Linked DNA regions of Mus musculus: region 1 is linked to region 2. A link is a contact called in public Hi-C data. All regions are on one chromosome and are shown on one strand. Each heading gives the region's core, a stretch centred on a gene start, on an enhancer-like site or on the middle of the called end of the contact. The rest is flanking DNA. Distances are from core to core; before and after follow the strand shown.

Region 1 (6,125 bases), core at 1,081-3,580, 1.2 Mb after region 2:
ACAACCGTCGATAATGAGATCTGACGCCCTCTTCTGGTGCATCCGAAGACAGCTACAGTGTACTTAGATAAAATAATAAATAAATCTTTTTTAAAAATCAAATAAATTTGTCTTCTATAAAAATATCTATCATATACTGAATTACTGACCTAAATCAGTTTAAATGAGATATTGAGAAATAAAGGAAATCAGTATAGATTTCATAGTGAACCCAGCTCATGTAGCGTCTCCATAGAGTCAGATGACAAGGTTTGTCTGGGCTGCCCAGCATGATGCTACCTGCCTTTAATTCTAGCACTCACAAGGCAGAGGCAGACAGATCTCTAGGAGGCCAGTCTGGACTATATAACAAGTTCTGGGTCAGCCAGAGGTACACAGAGAAACACTGTCTCAAAATAAGTAAACAAAACTAAAGCACAAAGCTTACATCAAACATTTACATGGATACTTCCAAGACCCAAACTAACTCTCTCTCTCTCTCTCTCTCTCTCTCTCTCTCTCTCCCTCTCTCTCTCTCTCTCTCATTTCTTTTCTTCTTGCTTGTTTGTTTTGAGACAGGGTTTCTCTATGTAGCCCTGGCTGTCCTGGAATTCTCTCTGTGGACCAGGCTGGCCTAAAACTCGGAGATCTGCCCTCCTCTGCTTCTGCCTCTGCTACCTGAGTGCTGGGATTCAAGGTATGTGCTACCACTACCCAGCTAAAGGTTTTCTTTTTAATTCTGTATATATGGGAGGGATGGAGAGGGTATATACACGTGAATGCAGGCATCCATGGTTTCCAGAAGAGGGCACTGGCTCACCTGGAACTGAGTTAAAAGGGTGTTGTTGTAAGCTACCCAGCTGGATCCTGGAACTAGAGCCCTCTGGAAAAGCAGATAAACTCTCAACCACTGAGCAATCTCTCCAGCCCGACTATTCTAACACTCTTCTATAAGAGTTAAGATTTAACACATAAGTTTATGAGAATCGTGTGCAATAACTGAGAAGTTAGTAATACTTTGTACTTTTGGAAAATGTTTTGATTAAATCTGAAGTGAGGTGTCTCTGCGGTTATGAACACTGGCTGCTCTTCTAAAGGACCCACGTTTGATTCCCAGCATCCAAATGGCTGCTCACAACCATTGTTAACTCCAGTCCCAGAGGCGACACACTCTTTGGCCTCTGTGGGCAGTGCATGCCTGTGGTGCACAGACAGACAGAAATGCAAGCAAAACACCCATCCACATTTTTAACAGTTGAGGCTAACCCATGAGTCTAGACGTAGTAACTGACAGGGGGTGGATCTGACTCATTGAATCCCATTTCATGCTTGTGCTAGATCGATAAAATTAACAGTGACTAAAAATGAAATTACTGACAAAGGTTGCTCCTGGACCATCTGAGACAGTCCAAATACTGACTCGGCTCAAAGGAAATAAAACTGAAAACTCCTGATCTCACCCCAAATAACCATTCTGCACCCTATCTGAACCTTGGGCTCTCTCCCTAACCAACCTACTCAAAACCACTACTGAGAGCGGTGCTCTACTGCCAAGAGGTAAACAACACCTAAAGTCTTTCAGGTCACCTAAAATAGCAGTCAAGATGGGACCACGCATGATGGGGTTAGCGACTCAATTCAGTAAAGGCCCTGGGTTTGGTCCCCAGCACAGGGTTCAGAAGAACTTTGAAAGACTATTTTGGAGCTCCCTGAGAGTGACTTATCTCACATCAGCTGAGGAAAAGATCACCCGCTCTCGCCTTCCTTTCGAAGGGACCCATTCTCTAAAGCAAAGTTACTTCCGAATAAATTTGCATGAGGGGGTGTCCCTTACATCATCTCACACTCTAAGCTGAAAAAAATAAAGGTTTAACCTTCCTCCACGTGGGAAGGTCTGAGGGCACCCTTCTGAAGCACAGAGGAGAGGGCTCTTCAAGGTCTTGGTTTTGTATGCCAGAAAAATGCAACTAGGTGAAAACTGGATGTGACGTTTTGACAGATCCAGCAACGCTAGCAACGTTAGCTCGGGGTTCCAGAGCTGAGCCCTCGCTTTTAGGAAATTCTCACAAACATCTCCCTTCTTCTGATCGCCAAACTACGGCATCCTTGGGCTGCTCAGAGCCGCCGCCACCGTCCTTAGGACCCACTGTGTTCACTCATCAGTTCCTTTAGTCTGAGGAAGTCTTGAGTTCGTTTCCTTTACTCGTCACACCACCAGGCCGACTAGAGCTAGAGAGCGGGAACACGGGACCCAAGGAGAGGTGCGAAAGGCTCGGAGGGTGCAGCGCTCCGCAACTGCGCGTGCGCCAGGAGGCGGGGCTCTCCATCTGCGAGCGCTTGCCCCGCCCCTCGTGCCAAGCCGGAACACGCAGGCGCTCTCGGGCACAGCCGCCCCCGTGATAGCCTGGGACCGGTAGGGAAGATGCCCTTGGCGGTTTGCTTCGCTCTGTAGAGGAGCGATGGGGAGGCGTTGGGCCTGGCCTGAGGTAGGAGGGCACCCAGCCGTCGCCACTAGTGCCTGAGCCGTGATGCTTGCGTGGGCCCTACTCTACGCGGTGCTCTGGTCTCTCGCAGGAGGTGGGGCTTGGCCCGCAGGCTCCTCCCCCGTCCCTCCTTCTTCGCCTCCGCCCCGCCCCGCCCTGAACCGTGTGTCCTCCAAACACTAATAATAAGCCAGAGGTGTTCTCTCCTCCGCAGTTGGATCGCAACGTTCTTCCTTATTCAATATCAAAGGCTTTGTTTACGGCACGGTAGGGCACCCAGGTAATACGTGCCTCTTCTCACGCAAGGCTTGTCCCAAGAGCTGGGGATGCATCCTCTTAGGTTCTTCAGGCAGGGAAAAGGGAGCTAGGCAGGAGGGCGTCTGTGCTCTGCAGTTCGGGAAGTTTGCATCATTGCCCTCAAAGCTAGTCTTCTATTCCAGTGTTCACCACAGATCTGCCGCTCTGATACCACGTCTCTCTTTCAAATACTTCTGCTTTGTAATGGGTGAAGGCACTTAGCAGAGTGGACGCCCCTCTGGAAGGCTCTTCTCTCCCTCTTGTATTAACCAGCCCTATTCATGCATCAAACATCAGCTCCAGTGTTACTACTCTCTGTAGTTTTCCTACATTCAGGAAAAAGTACTCCAAATTTGAAATAACACTGCACTCCGTCTAGAACAATTCCACATTTAAGGCCTTTCTCTTCCCAACACCACCATTACACTGCCAAACTGAACAATAGACTTTAGAGATTCTGATCCTGGCAATGATTGGACCTTAAAAAGTACCTTGTGAGACTAGGTACTATCTATCCAGTTGAGTCACTGTTGTACACCTTTCTAGTAAACACTGCACAAGACAACAGGAAGCTTACGCGAAATACCAAGTTTTCAGTTTTGAAATAGTTTGTCAGTCAAGCTAACATCCTGTAACATTGATTCCATAGCTCCTTATTGGAGCTATTTATTAATGTGTACGTTAAAAGGAACTTGATCTTCATTTTTCTAGACTGTCACAAAATAAAAATATTACCGACAAAGTACAGTTTAAAGGTTTACTATGGGGAAGCAGCAAAGACTTCATTCTAAATGACAACTAGCATTGGACACGTTACGAAGACTTTTTAAGTACTGAAATCCTGAAAGAACTAACTGGTATCATTGTCTAGGAGTGTGTGTGTCTTTATTTCTCTGTATAATGTAATTACGCAGAATTTTATTTTGTCACAGTAAAAATATATGTAAAGTTACATCAGGCTAGTCCTGTCCTTATTTGTATGGATATTGATCGTGCCAATAAAGAAACAGTGGACCCCACCTATTTATGGACTGGGCCAAATGAAAACACATTAAAAGGTAAATAATTTAAATATATTTTAACGGTGTGAACATTGTTTTTTTAAAAAAGCACTGCCATTATTGAAAAGAACAAATTTAATTTTAAAATTCTATTAGCTGTATTTTATTTTTGTATATGTGAGTGTTTTGCCTGCATGCGTGTATGTGCACCACATGCCCGATGCCCTCAGAGGTCAGAAGAGGATATCTGATCCTCTGGAAGTGGAATTACTACTGGTTGTAAACCACCTTGTTGGTGCTGGGAATTGAACCCAGATCCTCTGCAAGAGCAGCAAGTGCTCTTAAACAGTGGGCAATCCCTCCAGCCCCAAGAAATTTAATTTTAACTGCAATTAACTTTTCTCAACACGACAAATTATAATTTTTCTTGGCCCATGACTTAAGTTCTTCGTATGCAAAAACTAAAAGCAGATGCAAAAGACTGCACAGCCCATGTGAGCACAATACTCAAAATGTTGAGGCAGGAGGATTACAAGTTTGAAGGTGGCCTGGGCTAACCAAAGAGACCATTTTTTGTTACTTTTGTTTCCCAGTGCTTGGGACTGAATCCAGAGTCTCCCTCTCAAGCAAATTTTCTCTATGCTGTCTGGTTACCCTGCGGCAGTTATTTTTGGGCCCTACTTTTCCTAAGTACTAAACATTTTCCTAAGTACTAAAGTTTACCCATAAAACACCAGTAATATGGGATATTCAATATGTAATTTTATGTTAGAATAGTACCTTGTAATATCAACATTATTTGTGTGTTGTGTGTGTTTCTGTGTGTGTGTGTAAATATAAAATATAAATGTATTTATATAAACACGTAAATATGTATAGATATATAATTTACTGAATTACTGGCATAAATCAGTCAGAACTAAATAAAGAAAATCAACATATATTTCACAAGTGTGCCCGGCTCATGTAATTCTTTCATAGAGTAGTATGACAATTAAGGTTTTTTTTCCCCCTTGGGCTGTTGGGCCTGGTGCTACATGCCTTTAATTCCAGCACTCAGAAGGCAGAAGCAGGCAGATTTCTGTGAATTCAAGGCCAGCCTGATCTACATAGCAAGTTCTAGACCAGCCAGGGCTATGCAGTGAGACCGTGTCTTAAAAAATGTTTTATTGGGTTCTCAAGGTTCAAATAGTCTATTAATTTTTGAATTTTTGCATGTCTGTTTATAGCCCTGCGTCTACTGAATAATGTTTAAGTTACCTGTTGAGTAACCCAGCGATTTCCTCTTTTGATCAGGGAATAGCCAGATAAATATAACAAACACAGGAGAACTGGTACTGAAGGATTTCCTGGAGCCGTTATCTGGACTTTACTCATGTATGCTTTCCTATAAGACTATCAAAGCAGAAACCCAAGAAGAAACTATGATAAAGAAGAAATATGACTTTCTGGTCTTTGGTAATAATATATATAATAATAATATAAGGTCCTGAGCCATCTTTCCAGTGCCCCAAAAACATCCTTACATTTTAAGATGTATTTTTATTATGTGTCTCATGTGTGTGTGTGTGTGTGTGTGTGTGTGTGTCACGTGCATGTGAGTGCAGGAGCCAGCAGAGGCCAGAAGAGGGCGTCTGATGCCCAGGAGTTAGGAGCAGCTGTGAGCTATCTGATGGGGGAGGCTGGGAACCACAGCTCCTAACTTCTGTGCCATCTCTTGAGCCCCAATGGCTTTTTGACACTATTAACTTACCTGTATTGCTACCACACGGTAGCCATTTCTCTTAAGTAGACAGACATCTAATAATGATAATGACCGGTTTTGTTGTTGTTGTTTCATTAAAATTATTAGTTATATGTATTGTATAAACAGACCAATGGAATTATCTAGACCATTTACTAGATAAGTACGATTTTGAAACTGATTTGCAAAATTAACGATGTTGAATGTTACATGTTTTTGGAAAAACGCAGCAGAAACTAATGCAAGACACAACTGTTTTTATTCTCACCTTTCTCTAAAGCATATCGGGAACCTGATTATTCTTACCACATGGCCGTGCGTTTTACCACAGGATCTTGTGTAGGAAGACACAATGACCTGCTCTTTAGAGTGCTGAAGAAAATCTTGGATAACTTAATCTCTGATTTATTGTGCCATGTCATAGAGCCATCATACAAATGCCATTTTGTTAAACTTCCAGAGAGGGACTTCCTGTATGAGCTGTTCATAGCCTTTCAAGGTGAAACCATTTTACAACGTTAATTTTATGGCTTTAATTCAAAACCATAATAGATTATAAAATGAATCGCCGCCGGGCGTGGTGGCGCACACCTTTAATCCCAGCACTCGGGAGGCAGAGGC
Region 2 (5,666 bases), core at 264-2,763:
AGAGATTTTTAAATGTGTGTGGATGCTTAGCTGCCTATCTTTATGTGTACCATGTGTGTAATGCCCTCAAAGTCCAGAAGAGGGCATCAGATCCCCTAGAATTGGATTTACAGGGGCATATGCGTCACCATGTGGATGCTGGGACCCGAACTTGGGTCCTCTGCCAGAGCAGCAAGGACTCTTTTTTTTTTTTTTTTTTAAGATTTATTTATTTAATGTAAGTACACTGTAGCTGTCCTCAGACACTCCAGAAAAGGGAGTCAGATCTTGTTACGGATGGTTGTGAGCCACCATGTGGTTGCTGGGATTTGAACTCCTGACCTTCAGAAGAGCAGTCGGGTGCTCTTACCCACTGAGCCATCTCACCAGCCCAGCAAGGACTCTTAACACCTGAGCCATCTCTATAGTTTCTATTTTCTTTTTTAGTTTTTGTTTGTTTGTATTTTTCTGAGGGAGGGTTTTCTCTGTGTAGCCCTGGCTGTCCTGGAACTCTCTTTGTAGACCAGGCTGGCCTCGAACTCAGAAATCTGCCTGTCTCTGCCTCCCGAGTGCTGGGACTAAAGGGGTGCGCCACCATGCCTCAAATTTTCCAAAACAGCTAATCAAAAGTAACAGTGACCACCTAAGAATCCATCTCAGAGTGAACCAAATCATATTAGGTACTGATAGGGAATTAGCTTGCAGTAGCCGAGAAACTGAGCAGAGGCCAGGCAGACATGGGTTAGGATGTGTTACATAGTCTGTGTGGCTCCAGGATGACCTGGTTATCACACTGGGATTCCTTTAACCACTGAATGTGAAGCGATTTTGGAGTTGTTAAACTCTATGTACCTGACTCTCAGTTCTGCCAATTATTTGTTTAAATTTGAATTACATATTTAGTATCTCTGGCCCAACCATATATGTAAAAGCAGGAATATTTATTGCTTGTGGTGAGGATTAAGTTGATATATGTAAAATGCTTAAATTGCCAGGCGCCTAGTAAACAATTTTGAAATACCAGTTATTACCAAATTTGGTAAGTGGTATTTTTGGAAATGATATGTTTTGGGAAATGACAGATTCTTGTTAACCCACGTGCCTTTTGCTTTTCAGTAATCACAGCGGTCAGCTTCCCTAACGGAAAGGTATGAAAGAATTTTCACATAGAAAACTAGGTTGGTTAAAGGTTTAAGGTTATACTGCATTTTGAGGTCAGAAACACACCCAGAAACTATCATTTTCGCCCTAAATACCTCCAGTGAATTCCTTGTAATGAAAGAAAACACTTATCTTAAAGGCTTCTGATTTCAGAGGGAAGCACTTTTTCGTTTTTTTCACCGATTGTAAATAAGGTGTAACAATGTGTTAAGGAACCAGGAATGCAGCAACCAGAGTCCCACAGAAGCCTCCTGCGCAGGCGCAGCTGGCTCTCCCCGTCTCCGACTGGCGCGTGACAGCCGTGCGGTTTACCCTACTTCCAAAGTGGTTTCATTGCGCACGCGCGAACCCACTGCGCGTGCCCGCGCGCCCCTCCCCTGGAGAGCGTGCGCGTGCGCGCGACTCACCTTTCGGCCTGGGGCGCGCGCCCTGGAAAATTCCACTCCCCAGCTCGCTCCGCCCTCTGCGCCTTTTCTCCGGCTCGGTGATCTGCGGCTAGGCTAGCATCCCGGCGGCCTTTGCGCGAGCAAAATGGCGGCCCCCGTACCTCGGGGCTTGTCCTCCTTATACAGGACTTTGGGATGGTGGTCTCGGCAGGTGGGTAGAAATGAAGCGAATGAAATTTTTAGGGACACAAAGAGGAGGATAGAGTAGAGGGGAATAATCATGCTGTGGGCGTTGCTGAGTTTGGACCATACGAGTCAGACTTCATCTGGAGAAGAATTTGAGGTGTATGCGATCCCCTCTAGACAAGTCTCTCTAGACAGCCTAGACGAGGCTGAGCATTAAGCTTCTTTACGTTAATTCTAGTCTTTGGAGAGAAGATGTTAAAAAGGAAAGTAATGGCTTGGAAGATGAACCAGCTCTTTTACATTCTTAAAAAATTTTTTTTTGAAAAGGATAGGAGTTTTGTCTTATCCTAGAGGGAAAAGGTCACCTGACTTCGTAAAAGTTTATTGGTCAGTTAGGAGCTAGAAGCAATTTGCTTCTGAAAAAGCAAAACAGAAGTGTGGGGGAAATGCCAGGGAGATCTTGTTTAATGCTTTAGTAATAGCATTCCACTCTTTTCAGAAATGGGTTAAGTGAGGTTTACAATTAAACTGAAAGTTCTTTGGCACTAGGACCTCTGCTTTAATCATCTCTGTATACAGTAGTACTGCAGAATGTATTAAAGGAAAGTTTTTACTGTTGATTGATGTGAATACAGGTTATTAATTGGCTTGTGGCAAAAGCCATCCCTAGGTGTTCAAAAAGTAATATCGTTTCTCCATAATAGTCATTTCATAACTCCTGAAGCATTCTTTAATGGGATGTCTTTCTATAAGACTTTGCAAACAGTTTGCTCAAGATAGATTTATCCTTTCCAAATCACCTATACGCTAACTTTTTTTTTTCATCTCCCAGCCCATTCTGGTGACTCAGTCCACAACTGTAGTTCAAGTTAAAACCAAAAGCCGTTTTAGACCCCCAACTCCTGAACCCAAGTACAAAACAGAGAAGGAGTTTTTGGAGTATGCCAGGAAAGCGGGATTGGTCATTCCACAGGAACGGTTGGAGCGCCCTATACATTTGGCCTGTACAGGTAAGGAACTATTTCTGGGATCCTGGTTCAGTTCTCTATTGTCAGAGGTCTGGTGTATGCTTTAGACTCTGATTGATAGCAATAAATTAACCACTAAGTGGGGCTGGAGATATGACTTAGCGGGTAAGAGTACTGACTGCTCTTCCAGAAGTACTAAGTTCAATTCCCAGAAACCTCACTACCATTAGTGGCTCACAACCATCTGTAATGGGATCCGATGCCCTCTTCAGGTGTGTGTGTCTGAAGACAGCTATAGTGTGTACTCATATAAGTAAGTCTTTTTTAAAAAGATTAAAAAAAAGAATGAACCACCAAGTTCACCCTCAGTAATGATTTACTTTTATAAACTATATTTCAAAAAGTCAATTTTGTTTTGTTTTTACAGAACTTGGGGTTAGATATAGAACTAAACAAGCAGTCTACCGCTGAGCTACACACTCCTGTTCTCCCTTTCCTTTTGCCTTTACCACAGGTGGATCCTCCTACATAAATAGTAGCTGAGACCTAGGGCTGTACCTCTAGTCCTGCTCATGAGGTCATCCTTATTTGTTTATTTATTTATTTATTTATTTTATGTATATGAGTAAACTGTACCTGTACAGATAGTTGTGAGCCTTTATGTGGTTGTTAGGACTTGAATTTAGGACCTCTGCTCACTCCAGTCAACCTCACTTGCTCAGGCCCAAAGATTTATTTATTATTATAAATAAGTGGGGCCTGAACTCTGCAGCCAGTCCCACAACACCCAGAGGAAGCTCCACTCCCAGGCTCTCTAACACGCCCAAGATTACAGGATCCCAGAATCCCAGGATCACAGAGACAGCTGGACTCAGGAGTTCTGACACAACCAGGATCACAGGAAGGACAGACTCCAGTCAGATATATCGAGGGCAGGTAGCACTAGCAATAACCAGATGGCAGGAGGCAAGTGTAAGAACATAAGCAATAAAAAAATAATAAATAAATAAATAAAGAGCTGGGCGTGGCGTCACACACCTTTAATCCCAGCACTTGGGAGGAAGAGACAGGTGAATTTCTGAGTTTGAGGCCAGCCTGGTCTACAAAGTGAGTTCCAGGACAGCCAGGGCTATATAAAGAAACCCTGTCTTGGGGGGAAAAAAAAAGCCATAAGCAGTAGAAACCAAGATTACTTGGCATCATCAGAACCCAATTCTCCCAACATAGCAAGTCCTGAATACACCATCACACCAAAAAAGCAAGATTCGGATCTAAAATCACTTCTCATGATGATGATAGAGGACTTTAAGAAGGACATAAATAACTCCCTTAAAGAAATACAGGAAAACACAGGTAAACAGGTAGAAGCCCTTAATGACAAAACACAAATATCCCTTAAAGAATTACAGGAAAATATAATCAAACAGACTAAGGAAATGAACAAAACCATCCAAGATCAAAAAATGGAAATAGAAACAATAAAGAAACCACAAAGGGAGACAGCCCTGGAATTAGAAAACCTTGGAAAGAGATCAGGAGTCATAGATGCAAGCATCACCAACAGAATACAAAAGATAGAAGAGAAAATCTAAGGTGCAAAAGATACCATAGAAAACATTGACACAACAGTCAAAGAAAATGCAAAATGCAAAAAAGCTCCTAACCCAAAACATCCAGGAAATATAGGACGCAATGAGAAGACGAAATCTAAGGATAATAGGTATAGAAGAGAGGGAAGATTCCCAACATAAAGGGACAGTAAATACCTTCAACAAAACTATAGAAGAAAACTTCCCTAACCTAAAGAAAGAGATGCCCGGGGGCTGGTGAGATGGCTCAGCGGGTAAGAGCACCCGACTGCTCTTCTGAAGGTCCTGAGTTCAAGTCCCAGCAACCACATGGTGGCTCACAACCATCCTTAAGGAGATCTGACTGGTGTGTCTGAAGACAGCTGCAGTGTACTTACATATAATAAATAAATAAATATTTAAAAAAAAAAAAAAAAAAAAAAGAAAGAGATGCCCATGAGCATACAAGAAGCCTACAGAACTCCAAATAGACTGGACCAGAAAAGAAATTCCTCCTATCACATAATAGTCAAAACACCAAATGCACAAAACAAAGAAAGATTATTAAAAGCAGTAAGGGGAAAATGTCAAGTAACATATAAAGGCAGACCTATCAGAATTCCACCAGACTTCTCACCAGAGACTATGAAAGGTAGAAGATCTTGGGGAGATGTAATACAGACCCTAAGAGAACACAAATGCCACCCCAGGCTACTATACCCAACAAAATTCTCAATTACCATAGACGAAGAAAAGATATTCTATGACAAAACCAAATTTACACTGTATCTTCCACAAATCCAGCCCTACAAAGGATAATCAATGGAAAATACCAATACAAGGAGTGAAACCACACCCTAGAAAAAGCAAGAAAGTAATCTTTGAACAAATCCAAAAGAAGATAGCCACACAAACATAATTCCACCTCTAACAACAAAGATAACAGGAAGTAGCAATCACTTCTCCTTAATCTCTCTTAACATCAATGGACTCAACTCCCCAATAAAAATAGATAAACTAACAGACTGGATACGTAGTCAGGACCCAGCATTTTGCTGCATACAGGAAATGCACCTCAGTGACAAAGACAGACACTATGTCAGAGAAAAAGGTTGGAAAACAATTTTCCAAGCAAATGGTCCCAAGAAACAAACTGGAGTAGCCATTCTAATATCAAACAAAATCGATTCAATAGAAACAGATGTATAAAAGTTAGGGTCTTAGACAGATGCACTTACCACTTAAAATGAACAGAATGCATGGAAACAAACACTTATCTAGGACTAACTGGTTTTTCTGAGTCTTTTGTCGTTCTATATCAAATTGAGGATTATCTTTCTATTTATGTAAAGAATGAGATTAGGATGTTGATTGTGATTTCATTAAATCAGTAAATTGTTTTGGTAGGAAGGTCTTTT

Evidence for each region. Hi-C and Micro-C count contacts between places; a contact is called where the count stands out from the background.
Region 1: a Hi-C map of B cells shows a contact between it and region 2, with 6 read pairs. The contact joins the promoter of Zpbp2 here to the promoter of Mrpl45 in region 2. A contact is called at or near these places in 1 of 39 promoter capture datasets (pre-B cells) and 1 of 484 Hi-C or Micro-C datasets (B cells).

What each region holds. Positions count from the first base shown.
Region 1 is chr11:98,548,767-98,554,891 of GRCm38.p6, forward strand. It overlaps Zpbp2 (zona pellucida binding protein 2), which reads left to right and starts at 2,331. Exons shown (of 8, transcript NM_027061.2): 1 at 2,331-2,556; 2 at 2,677-2,742; 3 at 3,692-3,817; 4 at 5,057-5,218; 5 at 5,785-6,003. The coding sequence starts at 2,508.
Region 2 is chr11:97,314,203-97,319,868 of GRCm38.p6, forward strand. It overlaps Mrpl45 (mitochondrial ribosomal protein L45), which reads left to right and starts at 1,514. Exons shown (of 8, transcript NM_025927.4): 1 at 1,514-1,737; 2 at 2,545-2,722. The coding sequence starts at 1,672.